Regions from separate parts of the Sus scrofa genome. Here regions 1 and 2 are each linked to region 3. Evidence: chromatin contacts called from public HiChIP or PLAC-seq data. All regions are on one chromosome and are shown on one strand. The core of a region is the stretch at or near the end of the contact, and the rest is flanking DNA. Distances in the headings are between cores, read along the strand shown. Region 1 overlaps SMPX (small muscle protein, X-linked). Region 2 has its middle 26 kb from the start of MBTPS2. Region 3 overlaps CNKSR2 (connector enhancer of kinase suppressor of ras 2).

The links. HiChIP or PLAC-seq counts read pairs in DNA pulled down with a chosen protein or histone mark.
Region 1: a contact with region 3 is called in an H3K27ac HiChIP or PLAC-seq map of skeletal muscle, with 18 times the contacts expected there. The contact joins two enhancer-like sites. A contact is called at or near these places in 9 of 47 Hi-C or Micro-C datasets (embryonic fibroblasts, fetal skeletal muscle, heart right ventricle and 6 more) and 1 of 2 datasets of contacts at active chromatin or transcription factors (skeletal muscle).
Region 2: a contact with region 3 is called in an H3K27ac HiChIP or PLAC-seq map of skeletal muscle, with 8 times the contacts expected there. The contact joins two enhancer-like sites. A contact is called at or near these places in 1 of 47 Hi-C or Micro-C datasets (embryonic fibroblasts) and 1 of 2 datasets of contacts at active chromatin or transcription factors (skeletal muscle).

Annotation. Positions count from the first base shown.
Region 1 is chrX:17,904,123-17,908,570 of Sscrofa11.1, forward strand. The region is part of intron 4 of SMPX (small muscle protein, X-linked); the gene reads right to left. Among named protein-coding and RNA genes, the nearest start is that of SMPX, 32 kb to the right of the region's middle. Within about 2 kb of position 2,444, at least 8 of the 83 cell types and tissues checked have an H3K27ac peak or open chromatin away from gene starts, as enhancers often do. A contact at or near this core is called in skeletal muscle, where this site is marked.
Region 2 is chrX:17,984,626-17,989,426 of Sscrofa11.1, forward strand. No RefSeq gene overlaps it. Among named protein-coding and RNA genes, the nearest start is that of MBTPS2, 26 kb to the right of the region's middle. Within about 2 kb of position 1,541, at least 3 of the 83 cell types and tissues checked have an H3K27ac peak or open chromatin away from gene starts, as enhancers often do. A contact at or near this core is called in skeletal muscle, where this site is marked.
Region 3 is chrX:17,585,130-17,589,992 of Sscrofa11.1, forward strand. All of the region lies in intron 1 of CNKSR2 (connector enhancer of kinase suppressor of ras 2), which reads left to right. Among named protein-coding and RNA genes, the nearest start is that of CNKSR2, 26 kb to the left of the region's middle. Within about 2 kb of position 1,467, at least 1 of the 83 cell types and tissues checked has an H3K27ac peak or open chromatin away from gene starts, as enhancers often do. A contact at or near this core is called in skeletal muscle, where this site is marked.

The DNA of each region.
Region 1 (4,448 bases), core at 1,194-3,693, 320 kb after region 3:
AATAGTACACAAACTGTGTACAAGGGACTACCTAAAAGCTGAGATGCCTCTCTTTTTGGCCATCAAGCCCATCCAGAATGCTCAATACAATGGTGTCTGAAATGCATTGTTGCACTTTTCCTTTATAGTAAGAGAATCACAGCTTGACTCTCTAAATATTTCTAAAACTGATTTTCTTCAAAGCAAAATCAGAAATTACAAACCAGACATATTCGGTAGTTAAAAGTGGCCAGGAGGAGGTGGAAACGCATTGAAGTCTCCAAAATCAAATGAAAGTGCTCAAGCGAATTGTTTGTGATTCTGCTGTCTCCAGACAAGGGCTTTGGCAACAGGCACTGCCGCAGGTTGTGAAAAATGGGACTGCAGCGCCTCCTCCAGGAAGAAGAGGGTACTTGCAGGTTGGAAATCACCTCAGGAACTGGTTCCTGCTCAAATCCTTCAAGGTGGGAGGTGACTGAAGACAGAGGTTCTCCCAGGTGCTTACAAGGGCCTCCGTGAGCTCAGATTAGTCACAATGAATGGGTTTTCCTTTTCAGTGGGCTTTTTAATATTCGCTGGGAAAATAGAGCTACTTTTCAGAGACTATTTCATTTAAAATCCAACCAACCAACCCTTGCCCTTGGAAGAAAGAAAGGGGCAGAGAGCAGAGGGCATGGGCAAGTTTGTGAGGACCACACAGGGAAGAAACACTTTCTGGATGCCAGTTTGCGCCAGGTGCCCCATCAGAGCCAACTCACTGTCTTTACGGTTGCCTCTCAAGGTCGGAATTATCATTCCTATTTATAGACGTGGCTCAGAATGGTCAGGAACATGCCCAAGGTCACAGACTTACTACATGACCTAGCCAGAAGTGGAGCGCAAGTGTGTCCCACTCTGTCCAGCACGTCCAGTGCTCAGTGTCTTAAGTTCCTTCCCATGGTAACAGGCTATCGTTAGTAATAACAGTAGCTACTGCTCTACTGGGGCCTTTGTACACATTATGTACGTAATTTGGAGTTTCTCAACCTCGATGCTATTGACATTTCTTGCGGGGAGGGGGACAGTCCTGCACATTGTAGAATGTTCGTGGCATCCCTGGCCTCTGCCCACTAGTTGTCAATAGTACCCACCCTTAGTTGTGACAACAAAAATTGTCTCCAGTCGTTGCTAAACGTCCTTTATGGCGGGGGGCAAAATCACCCCACGAGATAGGTACTTTTCTCACTTTTCAGAAAAACAGTGATGATCCAGATCACTGACCAAGAGAATAGTAAAGCCAGTCTATGAACCTATGCCTTCTTCACCCCTAACGTGTATGCTCTTCAACCTTCTCCCAGTAGAAGGTCTATTTTCCAACATCCTGTCTAGAATCTTTGTCACTTGTCTTTAAAGACCAAGTCTTGTTTTTTCCTTCCCGCTCCAGCCATTACGTGCTAACATCCCCTCACATTCACTCCCACCTAAACTGTGAGTCCCTCCAGGGACATTGTCTTATATCAGCTACCACGGATGTGGTTGTGCCTGGCATGTAGTAGGTGCACAGATGTTCACTTATTCCAGGAGTGAATTCATTCCAGTACTTTAATTCTTGCCACTCAAATACAGCTCATGATGTTACCTTGCTTCCGAAGAAAAAGGTTACTTCAGCCAAAGTAAATTCCAGGTAGCCCATGTACAAAAGGATCAGGAACTGAAAATTAATCGAGTCTGAATAAATGGCTGTTTGAACACTCAGAATTTAATAACCCCATTTGGAGAGTTTTCAGGCATTGTTGCCTGTGGAACCAAAGGGCAGCCATGATTCCTGTCCTTTGTATCCAAGAGTGGGGCTCAGGCAAGAGAGAGTCAGGAAAATGTGTATTATGTGTTAAGGAATTGGCTGTGCCTGTGACACATCAGGGCGTGTTTTCTAGGGTGGAAGGAAGAGCCACTGTCCTTTCGAGAAGGCATCCAGTGTCTTCCGGGCAGTAGGACATGCTTGCTTAGTGCTGTTTTTCCAGCAGTCAAGATGAATTGTTCTGAGCAGCCTTCGTGCCACCTGCCTGGACCAAAGCAACTCCTATCTGTCTGCTGCTTAACAGAAATGTCCCTCAGTGAGAAGTTGGTTGACTGACCTTAAACCGGAGGCTGGGGAATGATCAGTTCGCGGGCAGGGAGCAGTGGTGAGGGAGTACAAGTTAAATGTGCAAGTCTTGATTTGCTCCTCGTGATTCCTGCTCCTTCTCAAATGCCACAACGTGTGGGGGGGAGTTAAAACTAGCAGCCTTGTCACGATGCAGCCAAGCCCGATTAGACAGCCTGGAATTCACTTCCCCAGTTTCTGCGTGGGCTGCACACAGCGTGAGAAGGAATGAGAGAAAAGGCTTCCTGGGTAGGAGACGGCTGCCTCTTGATGACACAGTGAGGCCTGCCAAGCCCTAGCTCATCCCCAGAGCAGAGGCGGGCTCTGCAGAGGCCTGGCCTTCCTCTGCTGCGGTTTTGTCAGCACCCGGCCAGGGCTCCACCGTGCCAGGATCAGGCGGGGTGGCTACTGTTCTGTCCCTTCTCCTTCCTCCTCCCCGCCTTTTCCTCCTTTCCTTCACTTCCTTTGCCTTTCTCTCAGTCCTGCTCTCTCTCAGGCTTTCTCTCTTGATGGAGGTTAATTAACCCTTCCTTTTTTCGAGACCCTTAAAGCAAATTATTAGGGCTTCTAGGCAGTGTTTTTCCCATTCACCTGACCCTGGGTAGACGCCTTGATTTGTATTTGAACCCTCAAAGCGGATACCCTTGGCTCCTGGTGCATGCTTTATGCTTGATAGATGCTGGTCGAATGACTGAATGGATGAATGCATGAATGAATGAAAGAAAAAAGAAACCAACAGGTTGTGGTGTCACTTTTTTGTGGAGATGACAGTTTCTGCAGCCTCTTTAAGCCTTTGCTTGTCTTACTGTGACCTAGCACAGTGAAATATTGGCAAAGCCCAGAAGACCACAACTAAAAGAACATTTTTAAAGAATGCAGTCAGTGATGGTGATTAAAAGGGCTGGCTGTGGAGTATGACAGATGACATTGGCATCTTCCCTCTGTGACTTACAAGCTGGATGACTTTGGTCAAGTTACACAAACTCTCGCAGCCTTCTTTCCCCCATAAATGAAATAGGCAACCAGTATATATTCCATGCATGAGGAGTAAGTGAAGTGATGGAAGTGAAGCGAGGGGCACAGTGTCAGGCATTATCACGAGCTTATAATAACCGCTAACAATGACAATAAAAATGATGACATTGATATTGGTGCTGATGATTACTAATGCATAACATTCATATTTTAAAAGACTTGATGAGCTGCTGAGATAACCTACTGCTTTCTGATACATTTGAGATGAGAAAATAACCTACCAAAAAGTGTCATGTTTAAGGCCTTATACCACAATTCCATATATACCATATACCTATTTAGTTTACCAGTTTGACAATAGAATCATGTTTAAGAGTGCTTGATTACGGAGTCTCTGATTAATGTGAAGAGACTATAAATATTGGGCAATTACCTTTCTTTTTATTAATGTTTTCATTTCTGTAAAATGCAATGCTGTGATTGCTTGGAAAGGAACGCTTGCAAGTTGGTCCTGACACCAAACTTTCAAGTAGATCAATCAAGGTTACTTACTCTTAGCACAACTAACATTGAGGGCTGGATAATTCCTTGCTTTGGAGAGGCGGGTGCAGTCCTGGCTCTCGTGGGACATTTACCAGCATCCTTGGAAACTCCCCACTGGATGACAATAGCTACCCATACCGCCCCCAAGCTGTGACAACTCAAACTGTCTCCAGACATTGCCCTCTGCCCCCAGAACCACTGGGATGGGGGAAATGAGTTCCATTGCTTGGGAAGCAGGGCAAGTGCCAGTGGTAACTGTCCTTTAGCCCGTAGAAATCTACATGTGGGAGTACAAGGTTCTAAAAATTGGGTCCTGAGTCACCTCTTCCTTTTAGCGAGCTGTCCAGAGCAGATGGGCTTCTCTGGGCTCAGATCTACTCCCACCAATTCCAAATTCCTCCAGAGAATTCACACACTAGGCCCTCCAGACATCTGTTTTAATAGAAACCATCCAGGTCGCTTCTGTGTGTTTGCTGTAGAGAGGCTCTTAAAGCAACTGCCAGAATCGGCTCAAAGGCTCCTCATGTTCACCCTCAAGAGTACTTTACTCCCACACAGGCTATAACCAGGGCCTAGAATAATAGCTTTGCCAGGCAGGTTAACAAATGAATAAAACCTTGATGCAGTTCAGAACCACTGCAAAACTCATCTTTATCGTAACCAAGTGGGGAGCAGGAGGGGAAAAAAGAACATCACAAATCAAAAGAAATGTGGCTTCACTAGAGAGTGAAAAAATCTCAGCATAAAAAATTTCCTTCAAAGAAAGTAAATAGAGCTTCTGTAATTGGGTCAAAGCAGGGAACATTTCAAAATTGAGGACAAAAATTTT
Region 2 (4,801 bases), core at 291-2,790, 400 kb after region 3:
TGGCTTAAACTTTAGGAGCATCTGTTGTTTAAAATAGAGTCCAGAGATAAGCAGTCCCACGATTCGGTCAGCAGCTCAACCAGGACATCGAGATTTCAGGTCTTTTCCATCCTTCCCCTCTACCAGTCCTCAGCATATTGGCTTTATTGCCCTTGGACTTGCTATCTAATGGTCACAAAATGGTTACCACATCTATAAGCATCATATCCTCCTATAACTGTCCCCAAAGGCAGAAGAATTCTCCTTCTGACATTTTGGCCAGAGCTGTGTCACATGACTACTCACAAGAACACGTGGTCTTTGATTTCGTACTTTTACAATGTGAGGTAGGCAAATGAAAAAGAGGAATGGTTATAGGATAACCAGCCAACAGCATCTGCCACAGAGTAGCAAGGAGGCTACAGCCTGATGGAATATGCTTCCAATATATACGTGACAGAAAAACAGCTCATAGCTCACAGTTGTCTTCAACTTTTGGAAGATCTGTCGTTTAAAATAGAGTCCAGAGATAAGCAGTCCCAGGATTCATGCTGGGGCCCATGGTCTCCCCACCCAGCAGCACCCCAGACACCAGGCTTGGAGCAACCAAGTCCAAAGGATGGGACTTCTAACACTCTTGTTCAGAGGGCTCAGGGCCTGTGTAGGACTAAACATTTGGTTGAAAGTCTTTAATGCAGACAAATGTTTTCAGAACAGTCCTCTTAACCTAAAACTATGTGCATGAAATACTCCCTTCTTAGAGGAAATAATGCTGAAGTCCATCCCCATGCCCTTCACAGGGCTTAGCTGCTGCCACCAGTTCATTTTCTATCTTTGCATCAGTGTCTGGAACTCCCGCCCTGGCCCCGCTCAAGTGAGGGGAGGCATTACCATGAGGCTGCCAAGTCCTACCCAGTGACAAAGTTTAGTGAAACTGTCCCCTAAGATGCTGGCCTCCTCAGGTTCCCCTGAGGAGGTCAGGGCCTCAAATTAGCTCCTGTGATAGGCTTTCCTGGTGTCTTGGCAACTGAATGTCCTGATGAACCAGATAGACCCTCTCTTGACAGATGCAATTCCAAATCACAGCAACTGTAACCAGAGGCAATGACAGCTAACCAGTGACAGCTGACACTTCGGTAGCATTTACTATGAGCCAGGAATAACATGTTCTGTGCCCTCAATATGCCCAAACTCACTGAATCCTCATAGCAACCCTGTAAGTAGGTGCTGTTATCATCATACTCATTCTTATACACGAGGAAACGGAGACACAGAGAGATTAAGGAACTTGCTCAAGGTCATGCAGCTAATAAATAGCAGAGCCAGGATTTGAAGCAGGGCAGCCTGGCCCCAGAATCTCTGCTCCTTAACCACTACACTGCCTCTTACCCAAGTCAACTTTGCAGTCTTTTGAACCAAACATTGCAAAAATGCAGTTCACAGAGGCAGTAGGAAGCCCGTGGATGAGGAAGGAACACGAGGCACTGTCCTTCATTCAGTCGTTGGCCCCCAAGGTCTGGTGCCTTTGCCTGGTGCTGTGGTGGTAGGGTGCGGTGACACCCATCGGCCAGTGAGGCCTGTGCCAGCGGGACAGCGACACACTGTGGTAACAAGAAAGCTAAACGGACAGTGTCTAATCCAAATATTTGTTGAAAAGAGCAGTCCCCATGGCCGGGCTGCTGTGGCGCAGACAAGATCAGACATGGCATATGTTAGGGTGGAGTTGTCACTTGGCTTATACTTAACATTCCCACATAATGGAGTCCTTGTGAGCTTTTGACAGTATATAAACAAAACATCTTGTTTCTCAGGCAGTTACTTTAGAGAGACTTAATGGCTGCCTGCCGAATGCTGACATGAAATAGCTTTTGTCTCAGCTGCCGGAGTCATGAGTTATCAATATTTGAAATACCCAGCTCGCGCCTATCTGTTTTAATTGCTTTGTGTTTTTCTTGTCCGTGATGTGCCAAATATAAATTTTAAGAAGGCTTTTTGTACATATAGATTTCCTTCAGGGCTCCTTTTAAAGGTTACTCATGGCTTCATAAAATATATATACTTTGGGTTAAAATATGAGGCCTATTTAATGACCTAGAGTTTTGAGGTTGCAGTAATAAGAGTGAATCACCCTCTGACTTTGGCAACACCTTTAGGTAACTTGGCCTCTGACGAGAGGAATACCAAAATTCTAAAAGCTCAAAAATAGTACTTCATCTAATTCGGGTGTGTGGGGGTTTGCTTCCAGATAGTGTGTGAATCACAGGGCGGGTATATAATATTTTCAGCCAAAGAGCGACTCTCTAATAACATAATCCCCTTCTGGGGCAGCCATTACCTCACCTTAAGCTGATTCACTTTAATGACACACAGTGGGTAAACATTAATGACATAATGTCATAAATAATAACCCATGAATACCCTAATTCAACCTCTTTGATAGTTTAAAATTAGATTATGAAAAACTGAGCCATATAGAACAAAGACCTTGTTTTGCACTGCTAAGATGGAAATTGAAAATTAATATTTAGGATACAGTTCAAAAGCCACCATCTTAAAATTTCCTTCTGCCCCTGATTAGGGATAGGGCATTGCCTCCTGTGAGAGGGCAGGCCACATGGAATGGTACCAGCTAATGAAGAACCTCCTAAGGCTCGGGTACAGAGCCAACCCTCAAGACTGGCCCTATGCAAAAGTATTAGGTCAGGAAATTTTGCCTATCTGCACTCCCTCGAGCTCCTTTCTTGACTCGGCCCCCTTCTCCTCACCCTCCTACCTCTCTCCCTTGCTTTTTCCTTAGTGGAGGGAGGGAGAGTCAGAAAAGGCCCTTTTTTGAAGTCTTTGAATTCTTTTCTGAAATCCTGGCTGTGATGTTTCAGTTAACCAGGTTGATTAGATCATCCCGACTTTACCCAGACCCCTAGGAAATGAATTTGTAGCAGCATGCCAAATTAATAGTTTATAACAGAAATGTAGTTTCCAGGAAGACCAATGAAGAAGACATTCCCTCACTTGAAAGATAGCCTGCTTACAAGGCAGAAAAAACCTGCAAAAGTCAGGATAGGCTAAGTTAGCCTGTGGTAACAAACAACTCTAAAACTTCAGCGGTTTACAACCAGCCTAGGGTTTGTATTCACATTACTACGTGTCTAGCACAGCTCTGCTCCATTGTCATGTTCACTCAGGCAGTTGGAGAAAAGGAAAAAAGAGATCATGAACCACAAGGAGGGGTACTGAAGGGAGAAAAAAGAGGGAATATTGGGGGGAAAGTAATATAATCTACCACAGGTACATGGAATTTTTTCTTAGAAGAGCCCTAAGCTTACAGTTCAAAAGCAGCTTTCCCTTTCCAGCTCTGCTGCCTAACCAGCTCTTGACCTTGACCCAGTCACTTCACCTTTCTGAGCTTCACTTTCACAATCAGGAAAATTGGGGACTGAATTCCATGACTCTGAGAGTGTCCTTCAGCTTAGAAACCAGAGGTTCCTGATGGCTAGAATAGGGTCCCTCTCACGAGCCAGGGCCTGGAGCACATCACCAATGTTTTTCTCTGGTGACTAAAACTCTTCTGACTCTATCACACAGTACCTACTTGGCCTATAAGAAGCCTGACACTGGAGTTCCCGTCGTGGCGCAGCGGTTAACGACTCCGACTAGGAACCATGAGGTTGCAGGTTCGGTCCCTGCCATTGCTCAGTGGGTTAAGTATCTGGCTTTGCCGTGAGCTGTGGTGTAGGTTGCAGACGCGGCTCGGATCCCGTGTTGCTGTGGCTCTGGTGTAGGCCAGTGGCTACAGTTCCAATTGGACCCCTAGCCTGGGAATCTCCATATGCTGCGGGAGTGGCCCAAGAAATAGCAAAAAAAAAAAAAAAAAAAAAAAAGACAAAAAAAAATTTAAAAAAAAAGAAGCCTGACATCTCAACTGCATTTCACATCTGAACCCCAGAATATGATTCTAGTGACTCTATCTCATTTCTCCCAAGGAGAGTTGATAAATACCATTCTTATCACAAGACAGTTAATGCATTACATAGAAGGAATGCCCATAGCACACCTGGGTCTAATTCTCTCTGGGAACTCTCTTACAGCTGTCACCTGGGTCTCTTCTTTGGTTTTGAAGGAGCTCAGCTCGTGTCCCCAAACCTTGTGAGATATTCAGTGCAGTCCCCAAACGTCTGCAAATTCCCAGGAGCTCATGATTTCCTGACCAAATCTCAGTAAGATTTCCAGCTCTTGCTGAGTCTCACTGACACATTTTTTCCTGTTCTGTTATCTTATCTCAGTCTGGGTGGCAAATACAACCCCTTATCCTTCATGCAGTTGAGGGAAATCAGCCACAGTAAAAGCAAAAGAACTCTGGGTCATGTGTCCCAAAAGTTAAAAACCCAAGTAACAAAATATGTTCTCAGTGATTTGTTCTCTCAACACTTAATGCTTCTGAGTGAATACTGGGGTTCTTTCTTTTTAAATAGTTACCTGAATATTTTTCCAGGTGAACACTCATTCTGTTTCCTTTGACTCCCTTTGTGTTTCAAAATGTTTACTTGGAATTGCTTTTCAAAGTTGTATGTACTTGTTTATGAATACGAGTCTCCATTCCCCGTGGATCCCAACACAACTTCTGGAAAGGGGTGGGAGGGGCACCTTAGATTGTACCCAGAAATAAAAGAAATGGTAAAACTGGTGTGTTAAGAACTGAGGCAAATTGCTCTTTGGTTCTGGCTTGGAATTGCACTCCTCCTTTCTCTTCACATGAATATTTTGCAGTAGATGTCAAACGTTTCTACTTCAAAAATTTCCTAGTCTCTGGTCTCATGGCTGCATC
Region 3 (4,863 bases), core at 217-2,716:
ATATCTTTCTAGTAACAAAAACAAAAAGAACTCAATATATGAGAGCTCAGAAAATATGCATAGGTCTCTTCATTGTTATAAAAACATCTCTGTTAGGAACAAAAGAGAGTGAATTCTTTTGATCACTGGTGTCAAAGCTAGAGCACGTCTTGATTAACACATGCAGCAGGCCCACTTCATAGAATAATCCCCTCATTAAGAATGTTTGGTTTAGATTTCATTTTATGTAATCAGATGTAAGATTCAGAGAATGCCCAACCCCATTTATAGGGAGTTAAAATGCTATTAAGTGCTAGAAAAACTTCTGATGGTCTTCTAATCTCTGTGTGCTATGACTCAGTGATTTTAAATCTCATTTTCTAAGGCTTTGCAGTTTGTTAATATAGTCCAGTGCAACAGGATTAAATCCAAATCTGAACACAGAGTAGATTTTATGGTGTGTTTAGAGCTGAATGAGTGGTTTTCTATGCTGAATAGTCTATTATAATTCACTCATTTTTAATTATTTTATGATAAACATGCACCTCAGACTCTAAATTGACCCTGTATTCTTTAACTATGTATCACTTAAATAACTTTCACACTACTAGAATTAATATATTAGAGTAAATTGGTCCCAGCCAAATACAAATAGTTGTCTTTGATACATCAAAAAAGTATGTTTGAAAGATCAAGGCCACTGAGTTATTTCAACATTTGTTCACAGAATTTATGGTGATGTCCTCCTTGATGCCTATTTTTAAACATTTCCTTCTTCTATGTAGTAGATATTGCACCATTTATACTATTCTCATTCTTTTCTCTTTCCAACATTCCTACATCTCAGTGTTAGTTAAAGCCTCAACAGTTGGAGTCTCTGATTTCAAGGAATATTTATTTATTTAAAATCTGAAATAACTTAACAGTGTGACATTTGCTTTTGTCAGTGGTTTGTAAATTTCATGACCACAGTGAGATTTCGGTAATTATTTTTTAATAAATATATGAATGCCAAATAGAGAGAAATGACTAAATAAAAGTATTTAGTGAAATGGAAGCAAACATGTTAATGGATTTTTTCCAAGTTAAAAATGTGTTTGGGTCTCTTGTATTAGATATGCTATCAAGTATTCAATAACTAGATGAAAATTTAAAGTACTTTTTCTTTCACCTCTGAAATGCCATTGTGTTTTCCATTCTAAATTTCTTTCTAATGGCATTTGCTATCCTTTAGCAATTACTTCCTTTTACATATTAAGTTTTAGATATTATATTTTCAAGATTTGTCATGCTTTTAAGGCAGGCATAATTATGTAAAAATCACTCAAGAATGAACTGTGGCATTATGTACATTTTCTGATCGCTGCTGTCAAAAATGGAATAATAACACTTTTCCTGACAACTTAAGAAGTGTGGTCACCTCAGGACAAGCACTTAGTCATACTTCTGGGGCCAGTAGGAAAAGTTCGCATCATTGGCAGCCACCTGGGCTCTTCATGTTCCATGACAAATGGCAAACTGGCACATGGTGTAACTGAAATGTTTCTCAAATGTCTAAGTCCCAGGAAAAATTAATGTTAAGAAGTGTAAAAGCTGAAGTCCATGACTTATTTTGAACCAGGACTTTTAAATTCTTAATTCAATTATACTTATTTCACAAATTTGCTGTGTTTTAACTTAACTGAATTTGTATTATAACTTGATAGGATAAAACTAAAGCACCTTACACAGTAAAGAGCTAAAGAATTGGGTCTTGTTTATATGGGTGTGTGTGTGTGTGTGTGTGTGTTTATATATATATATATATTTAAGTGTAGTAACCCATCTCAACAAGCCAGATAACACTGAAATAAAACCGTTAATATTTTTTCTAATTTATCTGTCATAGATATACAGCTGTTAATTTAGCCTAGATATTTGCGGGACTTCTAATTACATGTATATCTGAAGAATATAGACCAGTAATACAGTATTAGAAAACTTGATTTATTACCCTCATAAATACCAATAAAATTTAGAGCCAGAAACTACCCACCTCCACCTACTGAAACAACCTTAAAGCATAAATAGTATTTTAGAGTATTTTACTAATATTATCAATGTCAGTGTGACTAAAATAAACACCTTATAAAAACAAACAAAACTTTTAATTGAATGGCTTCTTTCTTTTGTAATGTATATCCTCAAGTTACATCTTACATTTTTTATATATGGAAATTAATTGTATGCATATCCTTCAAATGAAAGGAAATTTGTTTTAGAGACATTTTTTCTCTCTTTTTAAATCATACTTGAAATTCATAATTTGCTAATTATATCAGAGGTAATCCTGTATGGTTGGGTAACATTTGTATTTGTATGTGGGTTGTTTTTTAATAGTAAAATACAGCATATGTTGCTACGTAATTAGGTATTTTTGAAATTTTCTCTAAACATTGGAGTCTAACATAAAAACTTTTTGGGATAGTTCAGTTATTCTTTTCCTTAGGTAATTAGAATGTCCCCATTCTAATTTTTTTTCATCAAAAAAATTTTTTTTACTGTTTAATCATATTAATTTATAACTCCAGTCAGGCCTATCCACTGTCACCATTGTATAACCACCTCCAATACTCTGCTCCAGTGGTCACTATATTACACAGACTACTCTAGTAGTCACTGTATTACAGAGGGCAAAATGTAGGCTTTGAAGCTAAATATGCCTAGATTTAAATTGCAGTTTTGCTACTTATTGGTTGTATGGATTTGAGCACATAATGACCTCTTCTTTTTAAAATGAGGAAATAACAACACTTAGCATTTGAGGTTTAAATAAGGTAATCTGTTCAAAAGATACACCTCAGTCGTTGGTACTTAGTAAGTTCTAAATAAACATTGGCTATTATTATTATTGTTACTACCAACAATAACACCACCTATAAAAGAGGGTTGTAGTCACGAGTTGATAATGTATGCAAAGATTATAGTAGGAACTGGAAAAGTACTGGTTTTAATTGTTACCACTAACAATACAAATTATGATACTAGCTTACAAACAATTAATTACTGTAATTGATGCTGAATGTAAATAATCAGGTTTTTTTTTTTAACTGCTCCATTTAACTTTACCAAAATTGCATAATGAAACTGGAGAAAAAGAAAAGAATACTGAGAAGATAAAAATAGACATAAAGATTCCAGAAGTTTACATTTGAGTCAGAATCAAGGTTCTTTGCCAAGCATGGACAATTCAACCTAACATAGCCTATTCATACACACTCTTCCGATTATATGCCTCATGCCTGAATATACTTGAATAATCCTGTTCTAGCCATTAAAAAATTGGGAGTTCCCGTCATGGCTCAGTGGTAACGACCTGACTAGGATCCATGAGGACACGGTTCGATCCCTGGCCTTGCTCAGTGGATTAAGGATCTGGCATTGCCGTGATCTGTGGTGAAGTTTGCAGCTGTGGCTTGGATCTGGCATTGCTGTGGCTGTGGTGTAGGCCCACAGCTACAGCTCTGATTCAACCCCTAGCCTAGGAACTTCCATTATGCCATGGGTGAGGCCATTAAAAAAAAGACAAAAAAAATCATACTTCTGAACTATATAACTATGCATATTTTCATTTCGTGATATATATATATTATTTTATTCAGACTTAGCAATGTCTGAGTTTCAGAAGACTTTGAGTTGTATCTGGCATATCTGTACCATAAACATTTGTAAATGAAATAATGAATAAAATAACACAAGCTAACGAAACATGATCTAAGGTAACTACTACTCTTAAACTTCCATGTTATATGTAAATTTAACTACAGAGCTAGGAATATTTTTCTCTCTTTTAAGACCCAAGAAAGATAATTTTTATTTAATTTCAGGAGCAGAAACTCTTTGTTTTATCTGTGTAAATTAAACATGTTATTGAAAGCTTTTCTTTCATAAACTATAAGTTCAAATGTTGTTGCCTGAATGAAAAACCGGACCAAAATATATGAAGAAAATATTTTAAAATGAATAAGCTTTATTTATTTTGGGGCAAATTTGCCTTAATTTGAAGGATTCATTAGGAAAGAGAAAAAGAGTGGATGAAAGAACATTTTAAAACTTTCACGTGTCACTCCTTTCTTCCTTAGTTTTTTTTTTTTTTTTTTTCCCCTGGTCTCTTGTCTTTTTAGGGCCACACCCGAGGCATATAGAGGTTCCCAGGCTAGGGGTCTGATTGGAGCTACAGCTGCCAGCCTATGCCACAGCCACAGCCACAGCAACACTGGATCCAAGCCACATCTGTGACCTACACCACAGCTAATGGCAATGCCGGATCCTCAACCCACTGAGCGAGGACAGGGATCAAACCTGCAACCTCATGGTTCCTAGTCGGATTCGTTTCCACTGGCCACGATGGGAACTCCTTCCTTAGTTCTTTATAAGTGTTTTGCAGTGGTAGAATTATGCAAATACAATTTTAAAATCTTTTAGTCCTTTTTAAGAACACTCTGGAATTTAAACCTACAAGCCATACCTTATTCAAGCTTGTTCACTTTGGCCAAGATGTATCTTTTCTGAGCAGTGATTTGCTAAATTAGGAGTTCTATCATAAGCCAGGATATTGTAATACTAATAGTATTTGAATGAATGAGCTTAGAAAACTGGGTTAAGAAATGATCAGAAAAAAGTAAGAAGGTTGGATAGTCCACTAAAAGGTTAGTGCAATAGCTGAAATTTGTGAATGTAGACAACAACTTTTTGACTTTTTATATTATGTGGTCAAAAATAGAGGGTTTTAAAATTGGAAATAATATATGCTCATATTTCTTAATATTTATCTAACTCTACACTTAACCAAAATGATGACAGCATGAATTATCTTAGAGATAATTCATTTTGGCCTTTTTTTCA